2 separate regions of the Pan troglodytes genome follow, and region 1 is linked to region 2. A link is a contact called in public HiChIP or PLAC-seq data. All regions are on one chromosome and are shown on one strand. Each heading gives the region's core, a stretch centred on a gene start, on an enhancer-like site or on the middle of the called end of the contact. The rest is flanking DNA. Distances are from core to core; before and after follow the strand shown. Region 1 holds the start of RPL3 (ribosomal protein L3). Region 2 holds the start of CBX6 (chromobox 6).

What was found. HiChIP or PLAC-seq counts read pairs in DNA pulled down with a chosen protein or histone mark.
Region 1: a contact with region 2 is called in an H3K4me3 HiChIP or PLAC-seq map of stem cell-derived excitatory neurons, with 8 times the contacts expected there. The contact joins the promoter of RPL3 here to the promoter of CBX6 in region 2. A contact is called at or near these places in 2 of 7 Hi-C or Micro-C datasets (induced pluripotent stem cells and stem cell-derived neural progenitor cells) and 1 of 1 datasets of contacts at active chromatin or transcription factors (stem cell-derived excitatory neurons).

Annotation. Positions count from the first base shown.
Region 1 is chr23:41,315,671-41,318,370 of NHGRI_mPanTro3-v2.0_pri, reverse strand. It overlaps RPL3 (ribosomal protein L3), which reads left to right and starts at 1,255. Exons shown (of 10, transcript NM_001280414.1): 1 at 1,255-1,283; 2 at 2,287-2,479. The coding sequence starts at 1,281. LOC112206807 (small nucleolar RNA SNORD43) reads left to right here and starts at 1,767; the gene lies at 1,767-1,830.
Region 2 is chr23:40,874,813-40,877,512 of NHGRI_mPanTro3-v2.0_pri, reverse strand. CBX6 (chromobox 6) reads left to right here and starts at 1,260. Exons shown (of 5, transcript XM_016939189.4): 1 at 1,260-2,307; 2 at 2,484-2,527; 3 at 2,672-2,700. The coding sequence starts at 2,239.

The DNA.
Region 1 (2,700 bases), core at 6-2,505, 440 kb before region 2:
GCCACCGCGCCTGGCCGAGAGAATGCTTTTCAAACGACGGTGGGAGCAAAGGCCAGGCCCAGAATTAAAGAAGATGACAGGGTGGGACAGAGGAAGCAGGTGATATGAGAGCGTGTGCTCTGGCGCAGCCATGAGGCTGAAGTAGACGGTTAGGGGAGCGTCTTTGGCGGCCGCTGAAGTTGATGCTTAATTCCGAGGAAACAACGAGGCGGCCATGGAAAGTAACGAGATACTTGATTCTTAGAAAGATTTGTAGGGGGCCAGGCGCGGTGGCTCACACCTGTAATCCCAGCACTTTGGGAGGCCAAGGCGGGCGGATCAAGAGATCAGGAGTTCAAGACCAGCCTGGCCAACATGGTGAAACACCGTCTCTACTAAAAATACAAAAAAAAAAAAAAAATTAGCCAGGCATGGTGGCGCATTCCTGTAATCCCAGCTACTCGGGAGGCTGAGGCAGGAGAACTGCTTGAACTGGGAACCGGGAGGCGGAGCTTGCAGTGAGCTGAGATCGCGCCACTGCGACAGAGCGAGACTCCGTCTCAAAAAAGAGATTTGTAAGGGACGAGCCTGGAAGCAGGGAATCAGTCAGGATCCGAGTCACCCTGGAGCCCAGGCAGAGATCAGCGAAAGCCCTCGCTGATGCAGAGGTCTGGAAGGCGTGGGGCTCCGGGAGGCTGAGCAGCTGGACTCCGCATGACCAGAGGTCGTGAGGCCGTTCCGCAGGCTTGGGACGCTCCTGACCCTCAGAATCAAGCGCGAGCCACTGCATTAGCATGGGAGAAATGGCAGAGATAGGGCTTGAGGGAGGGATGCCCGAGATTAAAGGTATTAAAGGTAAATTGGTGTCGCGGCAAAACCAGCGTGGGAGCCAGGAAACGAGAGTTTCAGTCTTTCTTCGCTAATTCCAGAGATAGCTGCATATCACAGGAGGAGAAGCGACGCAGCCATTTTTCTTCGTTATTATCAAATTTGGCTGCTGCCGGACGCCGTAGATTTGTGGCTCACCAACCCTTAGCCCACCTCTCCGTGGCTTTTCACTAAGTTTGAACCCGACCCCTCGCCGTAGAGTGTGTAATTTCTGTCTCCGAAGCTGACGTCAACTTCTGAACGAAAGCTAGGAGCGGAAGAGCATGCGTGGAAATGGCGCTCGGTACGTGCCCCCGACCTGACGTCTGCCGCGGGGGCGCGCTCGCACGCCGGAAGGGGGCGGGGCCAGATTTGGCTTTATATAGCGGACCCGTAAGGCCGACCGGCCTCTACCGGCGGGATTTGATGGCGTGATGGTATGTGTTGTAATGGCGGCCTTTTCATTGTCACCGGCGTCGGCACGGCTGAATCCGCGACGCATCGCCGCCATCCCGTCTTGGCCGGCGCCGGGGGTTTGCTCTAGGGGCACAGGCGACCCAGCGGGGACTTCAGTCTGGCCTATTTTCTGGAAAGTCGAGAGGCTTGTGGAGAAGAGCGCTTGGAGGACTGGCTTTGGGCCTGCAGGTCGGCCAGAGAGAGGCCGTAAGGGTGGGAGCAGGCTTGGAGGCCCGGCATTTTTAAAGCCATGAGTCATTTCTAAGTTTCGACCTCACCAATTGTATCATTAGTTGGGATTAGGGCCGTAAGCTGCTTGTCTGGGTAGAAGGACCTTGGGTGGAGGTTCTCGGCGCCGTTCTCATTGGGAGGTAAAGAAGCTTGGGGGAGGGGAGTGCTGTGGAGTCCTCCTGAATATCTGGGACCGCTGGTGCACTCCGAAGGCCTCTGGAGCTCGCAGAAACCACAGATGATGAACTTATTGACGGGCGGACAGAAACTGTGTGCTGATTGTCACGTTCTGATTTGGCTCTGCCGAGTTCTTTGGCCTGCGTGTATCAGTGTAATTAGTGTCCGGGCGCCGGAGGCAGCCTATAGCGTAGCATTGCTAGCTGCTACCCAGCGTTTGTCCCGGGAGTCCCTTTCTTTAGCGGTCAAAACCTTGCTAATTGGCACATAAAGCTGCCTGTTGAGCAGTTTTTAGTGCCACTAGTTAGTGTATTTTTGTGTGGTTAGAGAAAAAAATGGCTCGTTTTCTTACAGGTTGAGAAGATTTGAAATAAGATTCAGCTTAAATTTTGTCGAATACAAAAGCATTCTTGACACGTGCGAGCCTGGAAGAGATAATGACCTTTTTATTCGGCTTGCTGGGTGTCTGGTCAGGATTCTTCAGTATTGCTGAGATTTGGAACTTACGCAGCTGGGAACTAGAGAAGGGGGCACTGCTTTGGTTTGGGTGCTGACGGTGATTTTTTTCCCACCTAGTCTCACAGAAAGTTCTCCGCTCCCAGACATGGGTCCCTCGGCTTCCTGCCTCGGAAGCGCAGCAGCAGGCATCGTGGGAAGGTGAAGAGCTTCCCTAAGGATGACCCGTCCAAGCCGGTCCACCTCACAGCCTTCCTGGGATACAAGGCTGGCATGACTCACATCGTGCGGGAAGTCGACAGGCCAGGATCCAGTATGTACAGGCATCCTAAAAGTTGGGGGAATAGGAGTGGAGGGGGAGGGAAATTGTAGAGATGGAGTCAAGCTGTTAGCAGAGGGCAGACTTTTTTTTAAGCAGGAGTTACACGTTGTCAGAACTGCTGCGACAGCAGAATGGGAATGCTTAACTTCAAAACTAATATTCCAAGGCTACAGATGGCCAGCACTGTTTGCTTTAGGTGCGGTGTGTGGTAT
Region 2 (2,700 bases), core at 11-2,510:
AAGGGATCGTGGAAACAGAGATTTGAGTGATGAAGCCATGAGCCAAGAAATGCCAGCAACATTTGGAAGCTGGATGAGGCACGGAACAGATACTCTCCTTGACCCTCCAAAAAGGGACCAGCCCTGAGGATACCTTCACTTGGGCCCAGTAACACTGATTTGGGACTTCCCGCCTCCAGAGTCATCAGATAACAAATTTGAGTCATTTTAAGCCACTGAGCTTGTGTTAATTTGTGAGAGCAGCAACACGAAACTCCTACACCTTTATTCTAGCATTAGTCACACTGTGTGACAGGTGCCTTTCTCACCCCACTGACAGCTCCTCAGCCTGGGGCACCTTTGTTTCCTGATGGTTTCACACAAAGCCTGGTGCTTCACAAGGGCTCACAAACACTGCTGAATGAATCAACAAGTGGACTCACCTGCTTCATCCCCCACCTGTCTCCGTCAGCCTGAACACACACACACTGTCATACCCACTCCTCTCACCTGCTCACCCACCACCACCCACGTCTCCCAGGAGGACATTTCTATTTTTACCACAGCAGCTCACCTTGGGCTGGCCAGCAAATAGCTGTTTCCCTGGAACATACTGAATTTAAGTGAGGAGAGGGATTTCTCTCAAGGTAATAATTGGACAAATCTGCTGGGAGAAAAAGACTAACATTTTGCTATGGTGGATTTGAAACCCAAGAATTGGCATTGTAGCACAGAAACGTAAAAATATTTCCTAATGAGCCATTGATGTTCGCAAGACACAACCCTGACTCTTCACAATCCCCCTTCCTCCCCACCCCATCTCAGCCCCAAGGTGGTCACCGGAAGGATGGTGAAATCTGTATTTAATGACACTGAAAGATGTCCACTTTATAGCATTAAGGGAGAAAAGCAGATTCCAGAACAGTGTGAATAGCGTGATCCCATTTTGTTAAAAAATTAAATCTACAGACAATGTGTATGTATATACATACATACATAGGTGTACGTGAGTTTATGTACGCATAGAGCAGAGGCTGGAAGATTGGTGAAGATGTTAACAATGGTTTTATGGGGGTTATGGACAGTTGTTTTATCTGTATTTTTAAAATTGTTTTACAAAGAACAAGACTACTAACATAATGGGAAATAAAGTTCAAGTAATTTCAACATTTAAAAAGTGGAGCGTTTTGCGCGGCAGGGCTATTTTTTGTGTGTCCGTTCCTGGACAGCCCCAGCTCGATCCCCCGCCCCTCCTCAAGTGGGAAGCTGGGATCTGGGCTCCCCAGAGCAATGGCGGAAGCTTCGCGCAGCTGCGGGCGGGGAGAGGGACGCGGCCAGGTCGGGGGGCCGGGAGGGGTGCTGGGAATCGGAAAACACAGATATGACCGCGAAGGCGGTTTCTGCCGAATGACCAGATGATGACCCGCTGTGGGCCCAAGGCGGGGTGCGGGGAGCCCGTTCCTGCCCGCGGTCGCTCTCCCTCCCCCACTGCCACACCGGCCCCGCCGAGTCCTCCCCGGTCTCCTGGGCGAGGACAGGTGCCGCCCGAGACCCCGGCCGCAGACAGATGCCCACGGTCACTCCGGCCTTCCTCGGCCCCATTCGCCGCACACCCCCTTCCTGCGGTGGCGTTTTTGTTTTAACTCTTCTGAACTGGTTACAAAACCACACTCCCACGAATACATAAATAATGGGTGGGGGGCGATGTTTTAAAGAAATTCCCGCAAGGCCTGGCAAGGCAACAGCAACTGCATTTCTGCTGCATCATATTTAACTGTTTGCAGGCTGCTGCGGGAGATGCGCGGTGGCGGCGAGACTCGGGCTCCACAGCCCTTCTCCGCCCGGGGCCTGGCGAGACTCGCGTGGGGATTAAGAGGCAAGGAGAGGGTGTCAGCGATCGGGCGCCGGCAAGATGTGACGGGGGGTGATAAGCGTAAGGCCGCAGCGTGCCCACAAGCCGGGCACCCATCGGGTCGGCCGGCAATTGCTCCCTCCGCCCGCGCGGCCCCTTTAAGAGCCAGCGCGCGCCCCCGCCCCGCGAGCGCCGACTTTCCCTAGCAACCGCCCCGGGGGAGGGGGAGGTCGTGGTAACCGCGCGCCAGACGCGAGGATCACGTGACGGCCCGCAGCTGGAACGCGAGCGCGCGCCCCGCCGCGCTCCCGCCCGCCGGGGCCTGGGCGCTGCGGCGCGTGCGCGAGCGGTGCCGCACCGGCCGCGGGCGCAGGGAGTATTATGGGCTGTGGGTGCCGCTGAGCAAGATGGAGCTGTCTGCAGTGGGCGAGCGGGTCTTCGCGGCCGAATCCATCATCAAACGGCGGATCCGAAAGGTGAGCCGCCGCCCGGGGCGGGCCGCCGCTGTCCGCAGCCGGGGCCGGGGCCGGGGGCCCTCGGGGCGAAGCGGTCCCGCTAGCCCGGCTCCCTCGCCCAGCCCCGCGCCGCCGCCTCCTCGCGTCCCCGCATCCTCCCCACCCCCACTCCCGTTTTTCTCCCCTCTGTTTTTCAGGGACGCATCGAGTACCTGGTGAAATGGAAGGGGTGGGCGATCAAGTGAGTGTCGCGGGGTCCGGGGGCGTCGCGGGAGGGGAGGCAGCGGGCACCGGGGCCTGGGGTGGGGGTGCGCGCTCTTGCTCTCGCCGCGTGCCTGTCCCTCTCTGGTCTTCATCCTGATTTTGTGCGTTTGTGACTCGGCAGGTACAGCACTTGGGAGCCCGAGGAGAACA